Regions from separate parts of the Mus musculus genome. Here regions 2, 3 and 4 are each linked to region 1. The links are chromatin contacts, called in public promoter capture Hi-C maps. All regions are on one chromosome and are shown on one strand. The core of a region is the stretch at or near the end of the contact, and the rest is flanking DNA. Distances in the headings are between cores, read along the strand shown. Region 1 has its middle 4.4 kb from the start of Gm11595. Region 2 holds the start of Krt16 (keratin 16). Region 3 holds the start of Krt14 (keratin 14). Region 4 holds the start of Krt19 (keratin 19).

Region 1 (3,083 bases), core at 421-2,920:
GAATAATTTTCTCTTTTATGCTTTTGGCTATTAATAGGCTATTAATAATAATTTATAAAGACCTAAGAAAAAACCCAAAAGAACAAACAATACAATTAATAAATGGGCAAATGGTAGGGTCAAAGATTTTTCAAAAGAAAAGAATACAAATGGTCAATAGTAACATGTAGAAGCATCCAACATCTTCAACAATTACAGCACATCAAGTAGAAACTATATTGAGAGGCCACTCTAACAAATGTAGACAAAAAATAACACATGCTCATGAGAGGGTTGGTAGAAATACTTTTATATTGTTCATAAGAAACTGAAAATTTGCAGTCACTAGAAAAATAAACGTTGAGTTTCTTCTAACACTGCCAGAGAATCTAGCCATACTACCAGGTTTGTGCCTAAAGGAATAAGTGGTATTATACCAACTAGATTCCTGACTGCTGATGGCTTTTGTAGCACTATTAATAAAGCTATTGTGGAAATGGTAGGCATCTATCTATGTACAAATGGACACATACAGTGTAATATGTGTACACAGTGGGGGATTAACCAGCTATTAAGAATACAACCATAACAGAAAGTGGATGGAATTCAAGCTTATTGTGTTAAGCAAAAGTAGCCATATTCAAAAATTCAAGTATCAAATGTATTCTCTTGTATCTTTCACACATACATATACATGTATATGTGTGTGTACATATATGTATGTATATATATATAGGCATATATATGTACACCTATATATATATGCACACACACACATATATATATGCAACACACAAAAAAGGAAGATATTTGAAATTAAAATATATGCAGTTTGAAAATAGGAAAGAGAAAGGAGATTATTAGAGAGGGTCATTTGGAGATAGATGTGATAAACACAATTAAACAAAAACAATTTCTCTTCATGTATGAATATGTGACACTGTGATCTTTTGTATATGCTTGGGCTAGGGTATGGCACTATTTGGAGGTGTGGCCTTGTTGGAGTAAGTATGTCACTGTGGATGTGGGCTTTAACCTAGTCCTAATTGTCTGGAAGTCAGTATTTTGCTAGCTGCCTTCAGATGAAGATGTAGAACTCTCAGCTCCTCCTGTACCATGCCTGCCTGGATACTGCCATGCTCCCATCTTGATGATAATGGACTGAACCTCTGAACCTATACGCCAGCCCCAATTAAATGTTGTCCTTTATAATAAGACTTGCCTTGGTCGTGGTAAAACACTAAGACAGAAGTTAATACCAGGGACTGGAGTATTGCTGTGACAGGCCTGACCATGCTTTTTTTCTTTCTTTTTTTTCTTTTTACGTATTTTCCCCAATTACATTTCCAGTGCTATCCCAAACGTCCCCCACACCCTCCCCTCCACACTCCCCTACCTACCCATTCCCATTTTTTGGCTCTGGCATTCCCCTGTACTGGGGCATATAAAGTTTGCCTGTCCAATGGGCCTCTCTTTCCAGTGATAGCCGACTAGGCCATCTTTTTTTTTTTTGAATGTGGATTTGGGAGTTCGGATTTGGAAAGCATTGGAATGCTTTAAGTGGGGCTTAATGAGCCATCCTAGGAATATGGAAGACTTTTTTTGTTGTGAGTTATTTGAATTGTGCAGACCTGATCCAAGAGGTTTCAGTGGAAAAGAATTACATTATGTGGCTTTGGGACTCATTTTGTGGTATTTTGATGAGTCATGTGGCTGCTCCTTTGCCCTTGTCTGAAGAGTCTGCCTGAGGCTAAGGTGAAGATACTGGAGACTCAGATTAATTGCATTGACAAAGGAAGTCTCAGAAACAGCCTTGATGAAATTGTTCTCGGGTTAAGTCTCTTGAAGAGCATTTTAAACAAATGTAGTAAGATGAGAAAGGAAAAGTATAAAATACATGGTCCGAGTATTAAAAGGGTAACAGGAAGTGAAATGGTATCTTTCCTGTGTTCAAAGAGATAACAAATTAAGGGAGTGGGACTTTGGGGCAAGATCCTACCCAGCTAAATTTAGATCCAGGCATGGTGATATACACCTTTAATCTCAGGAGATAAAGTCAAACAGATCTCTGAGTTCAAGGCCAGCCTAAGACAGAGCAAATTCTAGGTGAAGAAAAGCTCAAATCCAGGCATGGTGGTACATACATTTAATCTCAGGAGAAAAGCATTCAACTCTCTGAGTTCAAAGTCAATCTACAGAACAAGATCCAGGACAGCAAAGCTTAGGCAGTGAAGGAGTTGGAAAAAAGGAAGCAAGTGGTAATGTAATAGAACAAGGGAGGCCATGTTCCAGCCCCAGCAAGTAGCAGAGCTCCGCAGCTTTGGCCACTGGCTCTGGCTTTAGAGTCTAGAATAGAAGGAACTACTGGGACAACTGATGCTGGTTAGCTCGAACTAAGAAATTAGTGGTGATTAAGAAGAGACCAGCATCACTGAGGTGAAATCTTCTGAGAAGTGTTTTCTGAGAGCACAAAGAAGCTGTGTTCAGAGATAGCCAAGGTTATACTTTGTGCTGCAGCTGTACTTGTTAATGTGTAAGAGTCACACAGGTGGTACTGGTTTTGAAGGCATGAAGGGGTCATGAAGAGCAGCTGATGCTAGGCACTGTGAGAAACCATGGAAGGCCATTAGTAAAAGTGCAGTTGACTGCCCAGGCCTGAAGGAGTCATGCAAAGGATTTGAATTATGACACTATGAAGAGAGCCTATGAGAGGGTATTAGTGAAGCCTGGTTGCAATGGAAGACCTCAGTGTGTTGGAGATGCCAGTACCATGGGACGATCACCAAGAACAGCAGCAATAGTGGAGTGGATCAACCTGAGCTTAGAGTGCTACAGAGAACAGAGCTGGAGAAGCCCTGAAGATCATGTGTGGATTCCAGACATTGAAACAAGAAACTATAACATGGAAGTTGCCTTGGAGACCTCAAGATGTTTGAGATGCCAGAGTCATGGGCTATCTGCTGAGAAAAGCTGCTAACAGGGAGTGGAAACAGCCCAGGTGAAAGAAGTTGTTGCAGTCAACAAAGATGAACAGGAGTAGGAGATCTGAAGACCAGTTTGACATCAGACATGAGGATGTAGAATTTGGAGTTTGCCTAGATGGT
Region 2 (3,083 bases), core at 303-2,802, 480 kb after region 1:
CTTCTCTGCCATCTGCTCATACTGGTCCCTCATCTCATTCAGAATGCGGCTGAGGTCCACACCGGGGGCTGCGTCCATCTCCACATTGACGTCCCCACCAGTCTGACCCCTCAAGGCAAGCATCTCCTAGGAAAGATCACAAGAGCATGGTCACATCTCCTGGGAAACTCACCACACCAGCCCTCCATCCCCAAACCCAGCAGGAGCCACACCTCCTCATGGTTCTTCTTCAGGAAGGCCAGCTCTTCTCTGAGGTTTTCAATCTGCATTTCCAGGTCAGCTCTGGACAGGGTCAGCTCATCTAGCACCTTGCGCAGGCCATTGATGTCACCCTCCACGGACTGCCGCAAGAACAGCTCATTCTCGTACCTGGAAGGAGAGAAGTCAAAGCTGAAGATGGACCTACTGTGTCCCTGGCCTCTGCCCTCTGCCCTCTGCCCTCTGCCCTCTGCCCTCTGCCCTCTGCCCTCTGCCCTCTGCCCTCTGCCCAGCATTTTGGCTGCTCACTTGGTCCTGAAGTCATCAGCTGCCAGCCTGGCATTGTCAATCTGCAAAGTGAACTGTGCATTCTCCTGGGTGGCAATAATGATCTAGAGAGAAAATGAAAAGATGCGAAGTCAGATCACCCAGAGACCCTACGACTCAAGGACAGAGAAGAGCAAAAGGAGCCACCCCAAGCCCAGCAGGCCAGCTCCTAAAGCTTCCAACAGCTGATTACATACTTCTCTACACAGCTCAAGTTATATGCACGTGCACTCATGTCTACCATCACCCCTATCCTGGGCACAGAGTTAAGGAGCTAAGCTTGCAGCATAAAGTATCCTCCAGGAGATTAAGAGTCAGGGTCCCAGGTCCACCTGAGGCATGGATGTTCTTAAAGGACCCTCAGCCCCTGCTCTGGATAAGTATGACCATTAACCTCCAAAGGTCTTTAGTCTTCTTGCCTATGTATTAGCCTCTCTAAAACTGTCTTTGCTAAAGGCCACTGTAGTTCTAACCTCTCATCCACCAGAGCCACCCACCTTGCTCTTCAGGTCCTCAATGGTCTTGAAGTAGGGGCTGTAGTCTTTGATCTCAGTGGGCCGCTGCCTCTGGTACCAGTCCCGGATCTTCACCTCCAGGTCTCTGTTGGCCTCTTCCAGGGCACGCACCTTGTCCAGGTAGGTGGCCAGGCGGTCATTGAGGTTCTGCATGGTCACTTTCTCACTGCCCACCAGGAGCCCATCACCAATACCACCGCCAAGACCACCACCAAGACCAGCACCAAAACCACCACCAAATCCATCAAATCGACCACCAAATCCACTACCAAGTCCTCCACCAAAACTGCTGCTGCTGAAGCTCCCACCATAGCCACCTCCAATCCCACAGACTCCCCCAGAGGAGAAGCGAGAGGAGGTAACTGACATGCCCCCGCAGGTGCTGGGAGCCCGGCAGGATCCTCCAGCCAGGATGGAGGACATGCGGCTAGAGCCACCACCGATGCCACAGGAGCCCTTCATGGAGCTGGAGGAGGTGAACTGGCGGCTGCAGGTGGCCATGCTGAGGAACTGGAGAGTGTGGGCAAGTGAGCAGGGAGAAGAGAGAACTGCTCAGTGGAGGCTGCAGATGCTGAGGGTGCCTCAGACTCCAGGTTCTTTTATATGCACCAGGGGAAGGCGGGACCTCCAACTGCTGACTCCAGTTCCCCTGGGGATTTCCTCAGTCAGTCCTGTCTAACACCCTATTCTGGGTTGTTCAGCCCAGGGTGGACTCTCTCTCTTCCATTGCTGGCTCAGAGTTCCTGCCCAGATCTGTGGGTGTGGGGCCAAGAGAAAAACACACAAATTCAAGTCACTACTGACTCACGTTGTGTAGTCAGAAATGGGCTTCTGTTCCAGGAGCCTGAGGGGAGAGCAACAAGGAGCCCTAGGTGCAGGCAACCTCTGGCAGGCGCGTCCTCAGGCTGTGAGTCAACCAGTCCCTGCCCCACAGTGAGAACCTTTGGTGGCTAGAGTCTCACTGATGTCATCCCAAAGTTGGATACTGTCGTATGAATCCTACAAGGCACGTGGTAGACCTAGGTTGTTCAACAGGGATCCTGAAGTCTTTCACCTCCCCTCTCTGTGCCTGCTCTCCCTCCACAGGGACAAGTCTGGGCTGGGTAGCTGCAGTCCTTTCTAGTTCTAAAAAATCAGAGGTTTCCATTCCCATAGGATCTAGTTTGCATTTGGAAGCTGCCTTTGAGACACCAGGATGTCCAGAGTGGTGTCCACCATAGCATCCACACACTATGCTGCCACAGACCCACTGCCTCTCACTCACTGCCCAGTACAGAGGACCTTGTCATCCTTCTGGGCCTCAGTTCTTTTAGGACACATACAAGTCACAAAGAAGCATGCCTGCAGGACCCTTTCCCTGTGGTCAGCCTCTCCATCCTCCCTCTGCAACCTTGCTGCTTTTCGATCCAACCTTTACATTCTGACTCCTAACGTAAAACCCCTGCACTAAGAGAATGCCCAGCCACAGCTCCTCCATGCCACCTCCTGCCCTCACCCACTCAGGGACACCCCCTTGCTCTGCTGTGGATTCAGTAGAAGGGAATTCTATCTTGCTTCTAATACTGTCTGTCTGTCAACAGCCCTACCCCCACTCTGCCCCTTCATGGTCTCAGAGTTCCCATGTGGAAACCATCTTGCCCAGGAACTGCTCAAGCTGGGCGTGGTATCTTTGTTCGCCCAGTGTGCACAGGGCTTTGCACTGGTAAGGAATACCTGTCATGCTTGCTACACACTTCTCAGAAGCAGGCCCATGGTGGGTGTTGTTCCCAACACCAATCTACAGGTGACAGAGGCTCAGTAGGTTCCCGGAACATTAGACTCTTCACCATCAAGAATCTCTCTCTGCCCCTCTCAAATTCACATCATTTCTTGATCCTTGGATTAACCTTGTAGGTGACAAGGACTGAGGAAGAACACGAGAGTGATGGGAGTCAACCAGTGCCACTAAACTTATAGCCATGAAGCCAGAACTCTCCAGGCTCCCATGATGCCTTGCAGGCAGGAGCCAGGTAAGCCCAATGCTCACCTCCCTGCCCATAGTGC
Region 3 (3,083 bases), core at 223-2,722, 440 kb after region 1:
CTGGATCCTCCTCTCAGTACAGAGCAGCCTTATCAGCCATCTGCAGACACACGCATTCCTTTCTAAGCCCATGGGGCATGGACCAAGGGTGGGACTTTCCCAAGAGACAAAACCCAACTTGCCCAGGGGATTAGAAAAGAGGAAACTGGAGAAGAAGAAGAAAAAAAATGACAGAAGGATCTCTGAAGCTGGCTGGAATTCCGGCCAGGGACCCGTCTAATTTCCGTAACTTATGCGAGGCACAAGAGCCAAGCAGGTTTAACAGGAGGAAGAAGAGGAGCTCTGGAAACACAGCTCCGCCAGGCTCCCTCTGGTTTGTAGTAAAAAAATATACGGGTCTTGATAGTTGTGGGTGTGGATTTTTCTACGTCTGCCTGACTATAGGGAGAGGCTATCTGGTGCCAAGGTTCATGGGCGGAGGCAGCCTCAGCCCAGACTAACAAGCTAATGAGCGGTTTGGGTGTCTAGCTCGGTGGGTCCCGTTACAGGCTCACTCCTCCCTTCTACTAAAGAGGTAAGTGCCCCCTGTAGCAGAGGGTGAGCCACCTGTGCTCTAACCTCAGTCCTGCACCGCCCCCTCTCTTGATCTTTAGCAAGACACAGCACCTCTCAACCTTCAACTTCCTCCTCTGCCAAATGCTAAGGGCAGGAACCATCAGTCTCACGTGGGCTAAGGACTGGAGCACATAAAAGCATGGAGTAAAGAAAGCCAGGGAGCAGCACCGTCTTCTCACTGACCAGCTCTATGGGGGATGGCCAGGGAGGGTCTCAGAGAGAGATACTGGGGACTAGAGACTGTCTTTCTAGGAGTCTAGTGATGATCTGAAGCCTTGGAGGACACTGGAATGGCAAGTCCTGCTGTCCATTTGACCCACCTTGCTCTTCAGGTCCTCGATGGTCTTGAAGTAGGGGCTGTAGTCTTTGATCTCAGTGGGCCGCTGCCTCTGGTACCAGTCCCGAATCTTCACCTCCAGTTCAGTGTTGGCCTCTTCCAGGGCACGCACCTTGTCCAGGTAGGTGGCCAGGCGGTCATTGAGGTTCTGCATGGTCACTTTCTCACTGCCCACCAGGAGCCCATCACCAATACCACCGCCAAGACCACCACCAAGACCACCACCAAAACCACCACCAAGACCACCACCAAAACCACCACCAAATCCATCAAATCGACCACCAAATCCACTACCAAGTCCTCCACCAAAACTGCTGCTGCTGAAGCTCCCACCATAGCCACCTCCAATCCCACAGGCTCCCCCAGAGGAGAAGCGAGAGGAGGTAACCGACATGCCCCCGTAGGTGCTGGGAGCCCGGCAGGATCCTCCAGCCAGGATGGAGGACATGCGGCTAGAGCCACCACCGATACCACAAGAGCCCTTCATGGAGCTGGAGGAGGTGAACTGGCGGCTGCAGGTGGCCATGGCTTTGAGAGAGGTGAGCAAGTGAGCGAGTGAGTCGGCAGAGAGAAGAGAGAGCTGCTCAGGTGTGTTAGAAAAGGATGATAGTGCTTTATAGTGGTGAGGAGGGGGCGGGCCTGGCGTATTCCATTCCCCTTGGCTTTCATCACTCCCAGGCCAGCGCCAACTCCCGATCAGATCCCTCCTCTCCTCCGCCTCATCATGTCTGTCATATTTTACTGGAAACTCATTGTTTGAAGTGTTTTGGGCTTTCTCGTCCCGCCAGGCATGATTCACCAGGGGAGGGGTGGGCCTGCGGGCTACACTTTCCCATGAGGCCCTGGGAGCCACAGCCCTTAGGAACCCACACTCTGGGCTCAGCTAGAATGACAAGTAGGGCCTTACCACACCATAAACCTGCTGACCTGTTAGTTCCCATTAAATGGGTGGGAGAGTCCTTTATTACACGTAGAAAAAGACCACCAGAGCAGGAGACTGGCACTTAGCTGGAGGTACATTGGCGTGGCCACCCTCAGCGCTACCTGCTAAGGACTAGCTATCTGTCACATCCTCAGCCAGCCAGGTGGCTCAGACTCAAGGCAGCTTCCCCTGAGCCCTGGGTACAGACCCTAATATCCACCACACACCTACACGCAGATCTGTGACAATAGCTATTAGGTCACCAAAGGACTCAGAGACACAACCAGAGACACTGAGAAACAGCACAGAGTCAGGCTCTTCTCAGAGCCCTCATTTGCTCTTCTGAAAAGTGGGAGGAAAGAGCATCCACCCATTGTTTCTACTGCAGAAAGCTCTGAGGGTTAACTTTGGGTGGCACAGAGTCTGGCCAGAGGGTTGAAACTTATTTTGACCTCAAAGCAGGTAAGGGCACATGCCTGGAACAAGCCTAGAGAGATTTGTTTGTCTGTTCATTTGTTTGTTTGTTTGTTTGTTTCCAGCCCCAGATGTCCTCTCGGATGCCAAGATAGCTGAGCTGAGAGGCAGAGGGCTGACTCAGACATCCTCACTTCATCTCCCATGGAGCTCACCCAAGACACGTATGGGGAGGAGGAACGCAGGCACCTGGGAGGAAGGCAGGACTGAGCCAAGGGCATAATAGCCAAAGTGGACGAGAGGGTTTCTGACTCCTGAGTCCCTGAGGATCAGGGGACAGCTCCAAGAACCCAGCTAATTCTGCTTCAGAGGTTTGTATATCAAGCTTCAACTATCCCCAGAACACCCACTTCCTGCCCCTCAGCTCCATAGACCCCTGCAGGCATGTCGGGAGGAATGTGGTCGTGTCTGGGACTGCCTGGCACGTCCTATCTTCCCAGACAGGCCCCAACAGCCCCCGCTGAGGCTCCTGCACTGTTCTTGGTATCAACTGCTCCCAGAAAGGACATAGCACCTTAGATAGCCAATCCCACCTGACCCTTCCTGCCACCAAAGCAGAAATCAACGCCCTCCCCACACCAGGGCTTAAAAACTCAGAAGACAATGCTAAGATGTACTCTTGAGGCTGAGAGCTCCCCCAAATCTGCCTCTCTAAGGACTGGCGAGGATATGAGTAACCTGGGGCCCCACCCGGCTCCACCCATCCCTGACAGACACTTCTAATCTCCTTCCAGAGAGTATTCTCCCCAACCCTGGCCCAGCCCTGCAATTTCCCCAGCACTTGGCGAAGGGGAT
Region 4 (3,083 bases), core at 276-2,775, 380 kb after region 1:
CACTAGCGGAGAGGACGCTATTAAACGCCTGCCTGGTCTCTGGTACATTTCTTCAGGACATAGCTCTTCCCTAGGAGTGAGGGCAATGCCCCACCCAACCAGCCTGTTGGATGTTGGAGCCCACAGAGACTTGCAGGTTGTCTTCCCTGGACCGGGGGACTCCAGGAGAGAGGTCCACAGAAGCAGAGGGTCAAGACTTCCACCTCCCTCTTACTTACTAAAATAATTGTTTTTATTTTTCTTTTGTTTCGTGTTAGAGTTGTTGTCTGTCTGTCTGTCTGTCTGTCTGTCTGTCTGTCTGTTCGGGCTGTTTGACGGCCGGGTGGGAGCCTAGAGACTCATGTAGCCCTGACTAGATTCAAGTTAACTGTAGCTGGGCATAGCTATGAACTCATCCACCTGCTCCTGGGATTACAGGCCTGAGCTACCACACCTCACTGGAAGTTTTTTTTTTTAAGATCTGGTTTTACTGTGCAGCCCCCAGGTTTTACATTCTTCTCGTAGCTCCGTGTGAGCCTAGGTGGTCCCCTGGGCTGGAGAGGAGGAGAGTGAGAGGACAGCTGCTGTAAAGAAAACCAGACAGGAACAACCCACACAACTGGAGAAAGCAATGCTCAAGAGTCCCAGAAGAGGGCCACAGGCTCAGGTGACCTCTGAGCCTACAGACTAATATCCGGCAGCTCCCCAGCCCTCCCCAACACCCCACCCCCAGCTGAGGCTGCGGCTCGGTATCTTCATCTCTGGGCAGCCCAAAGCTGTGTTAAATGCTCTCTTTGGATAGATATCCCTGACTATCCAAGCAGGTCCCCACCGCTTCCGAAAGCCCCACCCACTTAACCTGTCTCAGTTCCCTTCCACCCCGCCTCCACTCGAATCCCAGGGTCCAGCCCAGACTTTGTGCCCCACCCTGCGGGTTCCTGCCCGGCCCGTAGTAACGGGCTTGTCCACCCGCGGGCTGAGTTTCCACAACCTCCCCGCCCTGCCGCACCACCCCAACAGGTGCACCTCCCAGGGCCTGGCCGCTACCCACCTTGTCGCGCAAGTCCTCGATGGTCTTAAAGTAGTGGTTGTAATCTCGGGAGGGTCCGGGTCCCTGCTTCTGGTACCAGTCGCGGATCTTCACCTCCAGCTCGCCATTGGCCTGCTCTAGGGCGCGCACCTTGTCCAAGTAGGAGGCGAGACGATCATTGAGGTTTTGCATGGTGATCTTCTCATTGCCAGACAGCAGCCCATCAGACACAGCCAGGGTCCCACTAAAACTTCCACCGCGGACTCCGCCATAGCTCCCGGAGGACGAGGTCACGAAGCGGGTGGAGGACACGGACACGCCGCGGCCACCTGAGCCCCCGTGGATGCTGGGTGCGCGGAAAACACCCCCTGACCCAATGCGTACTGAACCCCCGCCCGTACCCCCAAAGGAAGACATAGCTGAGGTCTGGCGATAGCTATAGGAAGTCATGATGAGGAGGGAGACCAGAGCGAAGGAAAAAGGGACGCAGGTCTGAGAACTGCTGGCCGCAGGAGGAGTGACAAGGCCCTCACCTGTGGCTTTTTATGCCCGGGGCGGGAAGGGGGATGGAGATGTTGAAGGGGCGGGTATCAGAAATTTCCAAGCTCCCAGAGTGCAAATATGGGCTCTTTCCCCATTGGTCAATTCCTGGCGATTCTGCTCCTACCTCTCCCCTCCCAGGAGCCAGAGGTCTCAGTCCTTCCCAGAGCTGCCCCGCCCCAGCCCACTCCAAAGCTACTGCCAACATGTCACGTCCCTTTTCTGGCCCTTCAGCCCCTTACTACACAGGCTTAGACAACTCTAACTTCCGGAGTGACGATATCACTCTGGCCCTTTAAAACCTCCAGGAATTTGACACCCTTAGAAATCACACCCCTCTGAGCCCCAACTCAGTGACTTACTCTGAGAGTGCCCCCTCTGGAATAATGTTAATAAATCCCTCCCTCCTTGTGATAATAATTCGTGCAGTTAAGCTCCAGGCTTCCTGACTTTCTGAGACAAGGTTGCCCCACCCTGCTGCCACAATGTCCTAGGTGGCAATAGGTACAGCTGCAGGGAACACTAGGCCACCAAAGTGGCTTCTTTACACTCCTGCTAAATGCTCAATCTGAAGCATGGCTGACCCAGCTCAGAAACTCGACCCTCACCCCCACCAAGACACCTCCACCCTTCCCTGCCCAAGTCTCAAGACGCACTTAACAAGACCTCTAATTGAGTTTCTTTAATAAGCCGGAGATGAGGACTCTCAGCCTGGCTGAGGCAGATCACCTGCCCATAAGGCATTTGGCACCTTCCACCCAGAGACAGAAATGGCACAGAAGCTGTCCCCCTTGAGCAGTCCTGAGGAGGTATTAAAAGGCTGCAGGCTGAATCCAGGGGACCTCAGAACCCTCCTAGAGCAGAGGTGAAGGAGAGAGTGAGCTAAAGTCAGCAGCACAGAGTGGGACATCTTCATAATGGAAGGAGCCCTTCTCCACTCCCAGCCTGCAGTGCAACAATTCCAGATCTTTCTGGATCTTTCCCTTGGGCCGGACCCCCTGATACCCACTATAGGGGTACTTCGATAGCTTCACCCCGAAATTCCTGACCACCCCATCTCAACAGTCCTTAGTGGTGGCCCGCAGTACCTTCTTTTTTGTCAGAGCTGTCTCTGTCTGAGGACAGAAACCCTGTGTGTCCTGAGAGGGGGATTGGGAACAGGGAGATGGGCCAACCACTTCCTAGCTCAAAGGCCTCAGTTTCCCCCTGTGAAATGAAGAGTGTTCAAAGTCAGTCCTCTTGTCTTCACATTATCAGCAGGGTTTTCTATGACTATATAAAGAATTTGATCTTCTAAAACCCAGCACTGTCTTCTAGCCACCATCCTCTCTAGGAAGAAGGTAGCAACAGTACTTTTACATACATACACACACGCACACACATATACACATGCACACACACTTATACACAAATTGCACACACGTACACATACACACACATATACACATGCACACACTTATGCACACACCTACACATGTACACACTTACACATATACACACACATACAAACACACCTAGGCACACACTTACACAC

Evidence for each region. Promoter capture Hi-C pulls out the DNA fragments that hold promoters and counts their contacts.
Region 2: a contact with region 1 is called in a promoter capture Hi-C map of trophoblast stem cells, with 5 times the contacts expected there. The contact joins the promoter of Krt16 here to the enhancer-like site in region 1. A contact is called at or near these places in 14 of 39 promoter capture datasets (the 3T3-L1 cell line, 3T3-L1-derived adipocytes, cranial neural crest and 8 more) and 1 of 9 other capture datasets (liver).
Region 3: a promoter capture Hi-C map of the SN4741 cell line shows a contact between it and region 1, with 2.6 times the contacts expected there. The contact joins the promoter of Krt14 here to the enhancer-like site in region 1. A contact is called at or near these places in 14 of 39 promoter capture datasets (the 3T3-L1 cell line, the SN4741 cell line, cranial neural crest and 8 more), 1 of 115 datasets of contacts at active chromatin or transcription factors (embryonic stem cells) and 2 of 9 other capture datasets (adipose tissue and embryonic stem cells).
Region 4: a contact with region 1 is called in a promoter capture Hi-C map of the SN4741 cell line, with 6 times the contacts expected there. The contact joins the promoter of Krt19 here to the enhancer-like site in region 1. A contact is called at or near these places in 14 of 39 promoter capture datasets (the SN4741 cell line, cranial neural crest, embryonic stem cells and 7 more) and 1 of 115 datasets of contacts at active chromatin or transcription factors (pancreatic cancer cells).

Annotation. Positions count from the first base shown.
Region 1 is chr11:99,766,936-99,770,018 of GRCm38.p6, forward strand. No RefSeq gene overlaps it. Among named protein-coding and RNA genes, the nearest start is that of Gm11595, 4.4 kb to the right of the region's middle. Within about 2 kb of position 1,671, at least 9 of the 459 cell types and tissues checked have an H3K27ac peak or open chromatin away from gene starts, as enhancers often do. A contact at or near this core is called in the SN4741 cell line, pancreatic cancer cells and trophoblast stem cells, where this site is marked.
Region 2 is chr11:100,247,350-100,250,432 of GRCm38.p6, forward strand. It overlaps Krt16 (keratin 16), which reads right to left and starts at 1,553. Exons shown (of 8, transcript NM_008470.1): 1 at 1,023-1,553; 2 at 508-590; 3 at 213-369; 4 at 1-126. The coding sequence starts at 1,541.
Region 3 is chr11:100,206,038-100,209,120 of GRCm38.p6, forward strand. It overlaps Krt14 (keratin 14), which reads right to left and starts at 1,473. Exons shown (of 8, transcript NM_016958.2): 1 at 876-1,473. The coding sequence starts at 1,418.
Region 4 is chr11:100,144,401-100,147,483 of GRCm38.p6, forward strand. It overlaps Krt19 (keratin 19), which reads right to left and starts at 1,526. Exons shown (of 6, transcript NM_008471.3): 1 at 1,031-1,526. The coding sequence starts at 1,459.